Regions from separate parts of the Ovis aries genome. Here region 2 is linked to region 1. The links are chromatin contacts, called in public Hi-C maps. All regions are on one chromosome and are shown on one strand. The core of a region is the stretch at or near the end of the contact, and the rest is flanking DNA. Distances in the headings are between cores, read along the strand shown. Region 1 holds the start of MYBBP1A (MYB binding protein 1a). Region 2 holds the start of C11H17orf100 (chromosome 11 C17orf100 homolog).

Region 1 (4,914 bases), core at 697-3,196:
AAAATACACTGGATTTTGGAGACTTACCACGATAAAGAATGTAAAAAACCTCCATAGATTTTCTGATACTGACTGCACATGAAAATACTTTAGATATTAAACTAAACCATGTTATTAAAGCACATCCCTTTTCCTTCTTACTTTTTAAGGGAAGTTACTACAAAACATCATGTTCCACATTTATGCTTCGGTACCGCATTTTCATGCATTAACCTGTGTCTTCTCCGTGCTCTTCTATGACGGGTGGCGTTAGTTACCCAAGGCTCCACAGCTGGTGAGCCCATACCTGAGAAAGGATGTCCACCAGGGCCTTCTGGGGCTGTTCCTGAAGGTGATTGTAATGCTGGCCCAGGGCCTGCAGCAGCTTCACTGACTTCATCAGTGCTTCTGAGTCCTGGTGGTCCCAGAGGCAGAGAGGGTATGAGTGGGGCGTGCCACTCTCCCCCACCACTCCAAGCCAGTCCACATACCCCCAGAACCCTCAAAGCTCTTACCTTCACTAGCCTGCCTGACTGAAAGAGGGCTAGCACCCCAAACAGGTTTCCAAAGAGGGCAGGTCTCATCATCCCCTAGAAAAGGATTCCAGGCACCCGTGAGAAGGACCCAAGCATTTCCCACCCTGGGGACTGCTGATATCCCTGGGGCTGCTAACTCTCACCTTCTTAACCTTCTGCAGGTCATGTCTCTCCTGTATTTGCTGCAGGATGCTGCCCAAAGGGATGTCTTCGAAAGACTGTAACAGCTGCCAGGAGGAAGAGAGGGGCTCAGGGGGAGTGGCCCTGCCACATCCCAACAGACGTTAATCTCTTCCTACTTCTTCAACTTCTGCCCTTGGGAGCAGGCCTTGGGCCCCTGCTCCCGCCCCAAGGATGCCTCTGAAGCTGCCTACCTGCCTCTGAGCAGTGCTGATGATGGAACATAGCTGTGAATGGAGCTGACCCCTCTCTCCCTGTCCCACGTGTAGCTGGGGTGCTTTGGCCACTAGACTGTGTTTCCCAAACATGCTGTCCCCACAGCCAGCTCTGAGCTCTCCCTAGACTGGTCTTCAAGGACTGGGTCTCTAGAGGCCTTCCATTTGTCCAGGCTCCTTAGATATGGCTTATAATTAGCTGTGTGCCCCTTGGGAGAAGAGGGTCCTAAACCCTGCAGAGGTAACAGAACTCACCCCAGAGCTTACCACCCCCAGTACATGTACCTCGGAGGCTGGTCAACCCAGGTACCCAAAAGCAGCCTCAACCTCCCTCTCTCCGCCTTCCTGGGCTTCTCTGCACAAAGGCCTTGCTTACACAATTTTCTCCGCATCCACGTGGGCACACCTCCCATCGGCTCGCCTGAGATGCTACCCCTACTTGTCAGTTCTCACGTCCCTTGCAGCTGGGACATCTGCTCTGCTCACTCACTCCCCTACCTGACCAGCACAGGTGGACCCCTTCCAGGGGCCACCACCTCACCTGTGCCAGGGCCAAACTGTAGCAGGGCCGGGCTGCTTCTCGTCCACCCCCGAGCCCAGTGATTAGGCGCTTCAGGGCGTACTTCATCTCGGAAGATCCCTAAGGAACCAAGCACATCCCCAGGTGGACCAGTGAGAAGGGTCGTTTGGCACCCGCCCATGCCCGCTCCTCGGCGCGCGCTCACTTGGGTCGTCCAGGTTCGCGACCACGTGACCCCAAGCTCGCCGCTACTAGCCAGGATCTCTGGTGCTCCTGCCCCAGACCCCGCCACCATACCTTCGGCTTTGCGCGCAGATATTCCAGCAGCTTCTCTGTAGCCTCAAGCCGCGTCTCCTGCTGCGGCTTCGCAATGTCCCAGAAGAAGTCCAAAAACTCGCGGCTGTGCTTGAGCAGGCCATGACGGTCGGCAGGCCGGGCGCCGCTCTTCTGGGCCTCTCCCGGAGCCAGAGGCTCGGTGACTTCCACACTCGCCGGCTCCGCCATGCTCGTCGAACACGTGGGCTCGGAAGACAGCCTCTTCCAGGTCAGGTCGGGGCGCATGCGCAATGAATTGGGTCGGCTGGGGGCGGAGCCGGCTGGCACGGGGGCGGGGCGGACGGGGAGGTGTGGCTCTTCCTCTGGGCGCTCAGGAGTCCGGAGTTCATTCCGATTGTGATAGGAAATCACCGGAGGGTTTTATGCAGGCACAAGCCTTGGTCCTATTTAACTGCCCCGACGCCCCCCGCCTTGTCGGATTTTATTTTCCAGACCAGGGATGGGTCACGGATGGAACCTCGGCCCTCCGCAGGGAGAGAGCCGTGTCCTAACCACGGTACCTCTAGTGAAGTGAAGTGTTAGCGACCCCATGGACTGTAGCCCGCCAGGCTCCTCTGTCCACGGGATTATCCAGGCAAGAATACTGGAGTGGGTTGCCATTTCCTTCTCCAGGGGATCTTCCCGACCTGGGGACTGAACATCGCGGGCAGATGCTTTACCGACTGAACAGTCAGGGAAGCCCCAGGGAATCCCCCCATTTACACATTTAATAGAGTATTCTGCTGCTGTGTGGAGGGTGAATTGAAGGAGAGCAGAGGTAGAAGCAGGAATACCAGCTGGATTGAACCAAGTGCTGAGAAAATTCCAGCTAATCTGGAACAGGTGGGAGGTGACAGAAGCGAGAGGGATGCTAGGCTTGCTGCTGCTGCTGCTAAGTCACTTCAGTCGTGTCCGACTCTGTGCGACCCCATAGACGGCAGCCCACCAGGCTCCCTCGTCCCTGGGATTCTCCAGGCAAGAACAGTGGAGTGGGTTGCCATTTCCTTCTCCAATGAGTGAAAGTGAAAAGTGAAAGTGAAGTCGCTCAGTGGTGTCCGACCCTTAGCCACCCCATGCACTGCAGCCTACCAGGCTCCTCCATCCATGGGATTTTCCAGGCAAGAGTACTGGAGTGGGTTGCCATTGCCTTCTCCGATGCTAGGCTTGGGGCTAACATAAGCGGGTAGACTGTGGTACCGTTTGGGCTGGGGGAAGAATTCTTTGTCCGGGAGTTGGGGGGTGAGCAGCGAGAGGGAGGTGGCGGCACTGAGTTCTAGTAAGTCAGAGATACATTCATTTTACAGTGTGGGGCAGGAGTGCTAATGGCCACCTGTTTCTTGGTTTGAGAACTAACCTGTGGAGGATTATAGTTCAGAGAGAACCCAGCCCTCTTGGAGGTGGGGAGGTGAGGGCCAACCCGGCCTTGAAACCGCACATCCAGCTCCAGCCCCCTTTGTTCCCCCTTGGGACACCTCCTCCTCACCATCTCAAACCCCTTCCTTGCTCTATCAGTTTCAGAAAGTGAGAACTGGTTTACCTTGTATGTGTGCTGCCCTGGGAGGCAGGGGAGTAGAGCAGGGAGGAGCAGAAAGACACTAGCCTGGCTCTGCATCCCTGGGTGGCAGTCTCCTGTGTTCCCTGTGGCCGGAGCCCAGACGCCTCAAAGGCTGATGTGAAATTAACCAAGAAGCAAGAGTAGCACATGGCATCCAGGAGACTTGATCTTTATTTTGTTTCCAGCCTGGCCGAGGGAGATCAGTGGAGTGTGGCCTGGAGGGGAGCACGGAGGTTCCGGCATGGCCCCAGGATCTGCCTGCTCTGCCCAGAGCCTCGGCAGGGGTATGGCTTTCTTCCATCTGTGCTTCCCAGAGCTGGATCGGAACTCAAGGCTGTCCCCAGGTTCCTGGTGTTCTTTCCTCATTATCCTCAGATTCTTTAGCTAAAGAAAGAGCCGAACTCAAGTCCAGACAACAGATCAGGCCAGAAGTGAGCCAGCGTTGGGCACATAATGGACGCACGCTCTTTATGCACACCATTGCTGCTGGGCTCTCTGCCCCTGCCTCCATGGGGCAGACCCCTGAGACCCCCTACTCCTGTCCACCCTTGCCAGACACTGCCCCACCTTAAAACCCCTGGAAGGGGCAGCAGCCACTGGGGACACTGGAGACATGGGCGTGCTCTGTGTGGGCTGCCACCTGGAGCAGGGTCCCCTGGCCACAAGCTCTGGGGCTCTCTGTTGGTCCTTGCTGGTCTGGGGTTTGGGGCCTGGCCAGGTGGCTGAGCAGAGCGTGAGTCATGACTGTGGCAGCTGCAGGGGTCCCTGAAGCCACCAGCCCCAACACATCGACCTCTGTGTCATCTGAGATGCCACGAAAGATGAGGGGACAGGCCCAGGCGCCAGCTGCAGACTCAGCCACCAGGTTGCTGAGTAGAACCCCGGTGCTTGGGGACAGGTGTCCAGAGCCAAAGGAGCTGTTGAGCGAGGAGGTGAGAAGGAGGACGGAGCCGCCGCTGTCCACGGTGGCCAGGACACTGCTCCTGGGGGCTGCAGCAGCTTGCAGGAGTGCTGGGCAGGGTGCAGGGCTGGGCCCTGTGGACTGTAGAGATGCTTCCAGCAGCTCCAGCAGTTCTGGGCCAGCTGAGGGGCTGGGGGTGGTGAACAGGATGCCCTGGGGCACAGGTAGCTGCAGGGCTGGCTCCAAGGTGGGCCTGGGCCCGACTGAGGGGCCCTCCAACCCCAGGTCTTCGGCCAGCAGACTCAGCAGGGCATCCCCGGAGAGGTCTGGAGTGGGGGCCAGTGAGGCCTTGTGGAGCACAGCTGCCAGCTTGGTGTTGGTGACTCGTGTCCCGGGGCCCAGGGGTGTCCCGTTAGCATGGCAAAGTAGTGGACAGAGGCCCTTGCTGTCCTGGGCTGCCAGGGCGCTGGCCAGGGATGTGTCCACCAGAAAGCCCTTTTGAGCCAGTGAGATGGGGCCCACCAGCAGGTGTGGCCAGGGCAGGCGGCCGAAGTGAGTGTGCAGCATGTGCAGGGCGGGCAGAGCCGCGGGCAGCCCCAGGCCGGGGGCCAGGGTCTGGGCTGGGCCCGATGTCAAGGCAGTGGAGTTGCCCGAGGAGCTATTGTGGAAGAGGCCCCAGTACATGGCACCTGGGAGGAGACAAAGGGGCCACA
Region 2 (4,914 bases), core at 1,539-4,038, 200 kb after region 1:
CCCTTATTAATTTCAATTTTGCTATTTTCTTCTACTTGTATTTTGAAGCCAATGGATTTTTGAAGCTTCAACAATTTTTGGCAGGTCCTAGGATTACAGCCTGCCATGCCTAATGGATAAAGTGGCCCTGGGACTGGTAAAGAATCTCATCAGAGACACACTAAAGAACGATTTAATTATTCTAGCCCTTTCTCCTGGTATCTTTAACGGGTAATGTGGACAGGCCACTGACAACTAAATGGATGAGTTTCCAGTGGTGAAATCTTTGCTGTTCTGCGAGTCCAGTGGGGGCAGTGCTGCTGCAGGTAGGCTAAGTGCCATGTGACTGGTAAGGTGCTCCCACTCTGTGCCTCAGTCTCCTTATTAAGTAAAACAAACGGATTAGATTCCAAGAGAGTCAATCATCTAGAAATCAAGTTCTTGGCTTCTTCACAGTAACCTTTCAACCAGTTTTCCACGTACGACTAATAAGCAGATCAGGAGCATTTATTGCAGAAAGGTCTAGAAGGGTATACACCAAGTTACTGACACGAATTATTACCAGAGGAGGAAAATGGAAAGCAATGATGACAGATTCTTTACACATCTTGAATTGTTTCACTTGTTATATTAAGCACATTATCACTTTGTAATGAAAACATTAATAAAGAACAGTTAAAGAAAAGCAACCACTTTGCTCATTTAAAAACACTGATAAAGAGTGTGTATCTAATGCACATGGTCTGTTACTTTAAAAAGAGTGAGTAAGTTCACCAGAAACTAAAATTCCAAAGTCTAAATATTAATCTATACCAGACGTTTGATGAAGCAGAAGCATCAGGGGTGCCTCTGGGGTTTTATGACATTCCCCTGGCCTGAATCCTATTCTGGTGCACTCCCCTGTAATTAAATGAATTAATGTGAGTAATGAATCACAGTGCCTGCCAACAGCAAGTACTCTATCTCCCAATGAGGTCCCATAGAATCCAGGTCTTTACATACTGCTAAATGGGATAAATAGCACATATTGTTGAAAGCAGGGATGTCCCTTCATCCCCAGTCAAAGCCGCCTTGAATGGCTCCACTTACTAATCTGTTAAGATTTGCTGATCTAGGGGGTAGCCCTGACCTGCCTTCAGTTGTTGCTAACCAGGTTAACTTAGAAAAACTAGGTACTGGTCAGCATATTCTCTATCACATCACCTGTTTGTTTCCTTCGAAGTGCTCATCACAACAGAAAACTCTTGTTTGTCATCTGTTGTCTGCCTTTTCACTAGAGTATAAGCTCCCCAAGGGCTAGGACCTTGTTTGCCTTGTTCACTGCTATAGCCCAAATGCACGCCCGGCACCGAGTAGATGCTCAATAAATATTCCTCCCCTGCACCTCCTCAAATCACAGGTCAGGTTTCCTTTCCAAGATTATTCTTGATTGTTGAGGTCGACCTTCACTTTTCCCTTTGAACTACATGTGACCTCTATTAAAACCTGTGTGTATGGCTACCAGGCACAAAGACTTGGCATAAAGAGAAATATATTGAAACATAAACACAAGCCAAGTAATTAATTAAGGAAAGTCTGTTGCTTGCAACTCAGGTTTGCAGCTGGCATATAATTCCACTGATTATGATTTGTTTGCTCCTTGTCCCTAAGTTTGAAGCAGCCAAGGTCATTCAGTGAGTGAGTGATAGTCGCTGAGTTGTGTCGAGGTCTCTGTGACCCCATGGATTGTAGCCTGCCAGGCTCCTCTGTCCATGGAATTCTCCAGGCAAGAATACTGGAGTGGGTAGCCATTTCCTTCTCCAGGTTTGAAGCAGCCAAGGTTATTTAAAGGGCCCCCAATTCAAAACTCACCTGCCTTGGAGGCTCAAACAGTCTCTTTTCCATCAGCTTAACACATACAGTATCTAGAGCCTAAAAACTTTTTATGCTGGCTTCAAATTAAAATAGTTCACTGGGTCAAAGGCTTGCCTTTGGTCCAAGGTGCAGGAGGGTCAATGAATGTTGGCTAAATCCCGAAACCGCAGCTTGGCTCTTTCTTAAATTGATCTGTGGACTGTTTCCAGGAAACCAAAGATGATCGGTCCACCTGGCAGCAGGCAGGCTGCGAACTGGAGGCGATTCTGCCCTGGCCAAGGGCCATGGCCCCCTCGTGGCCCCGAGGAAGGCAGCATTTCATCGGGCCTTTTGGATGTTATGGCGGGCGGCTGGCTTCTCCCGCCGCGGCGTGCTCTCCACGCGGTGCACAGACGTCTCCACCCGCAGGGACGAGGCCCTGACGTGGCGGGAAGCCGTCTCTGTGAGCTGCGAGGCGGTTTCCACGTGCTGGGAGGACACCTCGAGGACTCGAGGGAGCCGCTTCCCAGAGGAGGAGACGGAGGGTCCCTCGCTGCTGCGCTGGGTGGTCTCCACCTGCCGGGAAGATGTCCTCACGTGACGGTAGGATGTCTCCACGCGGTGGGACGAGGTCTCCACGCTGACCGTCGCCGTCTCCTCGGAGCGGATGGATTCCGCCCGGGCCGGAGAGGGCTTTCCCCGAAGGGGTGAGGCCATCTTATGGGGGTAACAGGGCCAAGCTGACCTTTGGAGGCCCCACAGCCCCACAATCCCCGAAGGATTATTTTATACGGTGAGGAGCGACGTCACATGCCATTGTGATGCAGGCAGAGCGGTGGTCGAGGGTCCCGCGAACCACGTGGAGGCACCGTGATCTTGGGGCGGGGAGGCCTAAGATTCCTTGGGAACGCTGGGTTCGTCCCCTCGAGAGCGCCGTCTGCCCCCGCATCGCCCCTTAGCCTGTCAAGAACCTGTCCGGGTGGAGGCGGGGTTGGGGCGGGGCGGGCCCTGGATGGGCGGAGCCACCCGCCCCCTTGCGAAGCTGTGCCCACCCCCGCATCCCACACTGCCCCGCGGCAGGAAGGGGACGCTGCGACTTCCGGACCTTCCCTGTTTCTCCGATCCTGGCTGTGTGGGGTTGCTGGGGACTTAAGAGTGTCTGCTGGTGATGGCCGCGGCCGTCGCTATGGAGACAGGTGAGTAGCGCTCTGAGCCTCGCGTTTTGTCAAATAGAAACTGTCCCGGGTCCAGACACCTGCTTCCCGGGATTTTTTGAGAATCCAGGCCCAACTCCCGGCAGAGTGAGTGATCGGAGCGGGAGGCACCAGGGTTTTTTTTTAGCGACTGGAAGGGCGAAGGTAATTTGGCCTTTTCAGAGTTTGTTTTGTTGGCCGATCCTTTCTCCCCGTTAGTTATTCAAACAGTGGCCCCACCGGCTTCCAGAAGACTAAAGGAGAGATTTTGGATCATAAACCGCTTCCTCGAGTTGTTTTTTTGCATCTCAGATGAGCTTGCCTAAGTTTAAAATATCGTCAGCGAACTCTTGTATTACTGTGCCACTAACGGGTCTCACGTAAGCACGCGTTTCTTGATACTCACCAGGGTCTCTTTCATCTTGCATTCTGAACGTCTCTTGATGGATTTAGCATTTTGTTTTTGCTAAGCTTGATCACTTAACAGCTTGTAACGCACTATCAAAATAAGGCAAGGCACATTGCTGCAGCTTATCCTAGTGATCACTGTGAAGTCCCAACATGGTGGCTCACGAGTGATTAATGTTCTGCTCCATGTATAATCTTGTTTTCTTTGATAATTTAACTTTAGATAAACCTTTTTTTTTTTTTTTTTTTCTTAATCAGGGCTTTGCTTTCCTTAGACTTATAAGGAAGGTGTTTCTCCTCCTACACCCAGTTTAGGAAAACCTTTGCATGCTCTTCTTTATGTAACTCAGCATTAGTCAGATGTCTGTACTGCTGTTTTCTGTCTAAAAATCAGTATTATATACAGTGACATTTATTTTGGATGATTTTGCTATCTTCTCTCCTAGATGATGCTGGAAATCGACTGCGGTTTCAGTTGGAGTTGGAATTTGTACAGTGTTTAGCCAACCCAAATTACCTTAACTGTAAGTTGTTGAGCACCTCATTGAAGTGAATAGCTAGTTACGATTTCTGATAGAAGAGTCAAAATTCATAGTACTGTCAGCCCTTTGTATCCTTGGAGGCAACCTCAGTTGGTGGAATCTGCCCATCCTGAGGGTGACAATACTGTCATGGCACTATGTTGTTTTGTACAGGAGATTGGAGCACCTGTGGATTCTCGTGTCTGCGGGGCCTCTTAGAACCAACTCCCTGTGGATTCTGAGAGATGACTTTAGTATCTAGTTTTGTACATTCTTAACTGAATGGAATGACTGTTGCACTTATACTGGTATATATAATTGAGCAAACTGGGACTTCTGTTTTGAATTCAGTGTGTGTTGGTGGTGGGAATGTTATGTAAGTAAATTCTTTACGATTATGTTAGTCACAGATCAGTAGTCCAAGGACTGGTGTGCTCTACAGATGTATTTTTTTTTTTTTTTTTATGCCTTTCAGTTCTTGCCCAAAGAGGTTACTTCAAAGATAAAGCTTTTGTTAATTATCTTAAGTACTTGCTTTACTGGAAAGAACCAGAATATGCCAAGTATCTAAAGTAAGTTTAATTTTTATAGTCCTAAACATGTGTGTACTTTTATTATATTCCAAAGCACTGATATTTAATAGACTTCTTACTTTCACGTTGGAAAAAATACCTGTTGAATCTCTGCTCTCCTTTCAGTTGCCTCCATTTTAATACGAGACACATCATCTCTAACTTAACTGGGATTACTGCAGTATCTACTCATTGGTATTCCTCCTTTCTCCCTGCCCTGCCAAACAAAGAAGAAACATTTTCTGCACAGAAGCCAACTTGGTCTCTTAAAAATAGAAATTACATTCCATTAGAACCCTTTGGTCGCTTCCCATTGCATGCAGAAGAAAATCTCGTCTCTTAGCCCTGTGTGATCTGTCCCTGTCTTCTCTGACCTTATCTTGTACCACTCCCTGCATCTCACTGAGT

Evidence for each region. Hi-C and Micro-C count contacts between places; a contact is called where the count stands out from the background.
Region 2: a Hi-C map of hypothalamus shows a contact between it and region 1, with 7 times the contacts expected there. The contact joins the promoter of C11H17orf100 here to the promoter of MYBBP1A in region 1. A contact is called at or near these places in 3 of 16 Hi-C or Micro-C datasets (hypothalamus, muscle and tail adipose tissue).

What each region holds. Positions count from the first base shown.
Region 1 is chr11:24,913,460-24,918,373 of ARS-UI_Ramb_v3.0, forward strand. It overlaps MYBBP1A (MYB binding protein 1a), which reads right to left and starts at 1,947. Exons shown (of 26, transcript XM_027975109.3): 1 at 1,728-1,947; 2 at 1,452-1,550; 3 at 659-742; 4 at 495-569; 5 at 287-394. The coding sequence starts at 1,934. GGT6 (gamma-glutamyltransferase 6) reads right to left here. Exons shown (of 5, transcript XM_060395329.1): 5 at 3,454-4,890. The coding sequence ends at 3,869.
Region 2 is chr11:25,113,422-25,118,335 of ARS-UI_Ramb_v3.0, forward strand. It overlaps C11H17orf100 (chromosome 11 C17orf100 homolog), which reads right to left and starts at 2,789. Exons shown (of 3, transcript XM_042255552.2): 1 at 1,831-2,789. The coding sequence starts at 2,529. The coding sequence ends at 2,152. MED31 (mediator complex subunit 31) reads left to right here and starts at 2,914. Exons shown (of 4, transcript XM_004012582.5): 1 at 2,914-3,008; 2 at 3,860-3,937; 3 at 4,410-4,506. The coding sequence starts at 2,981.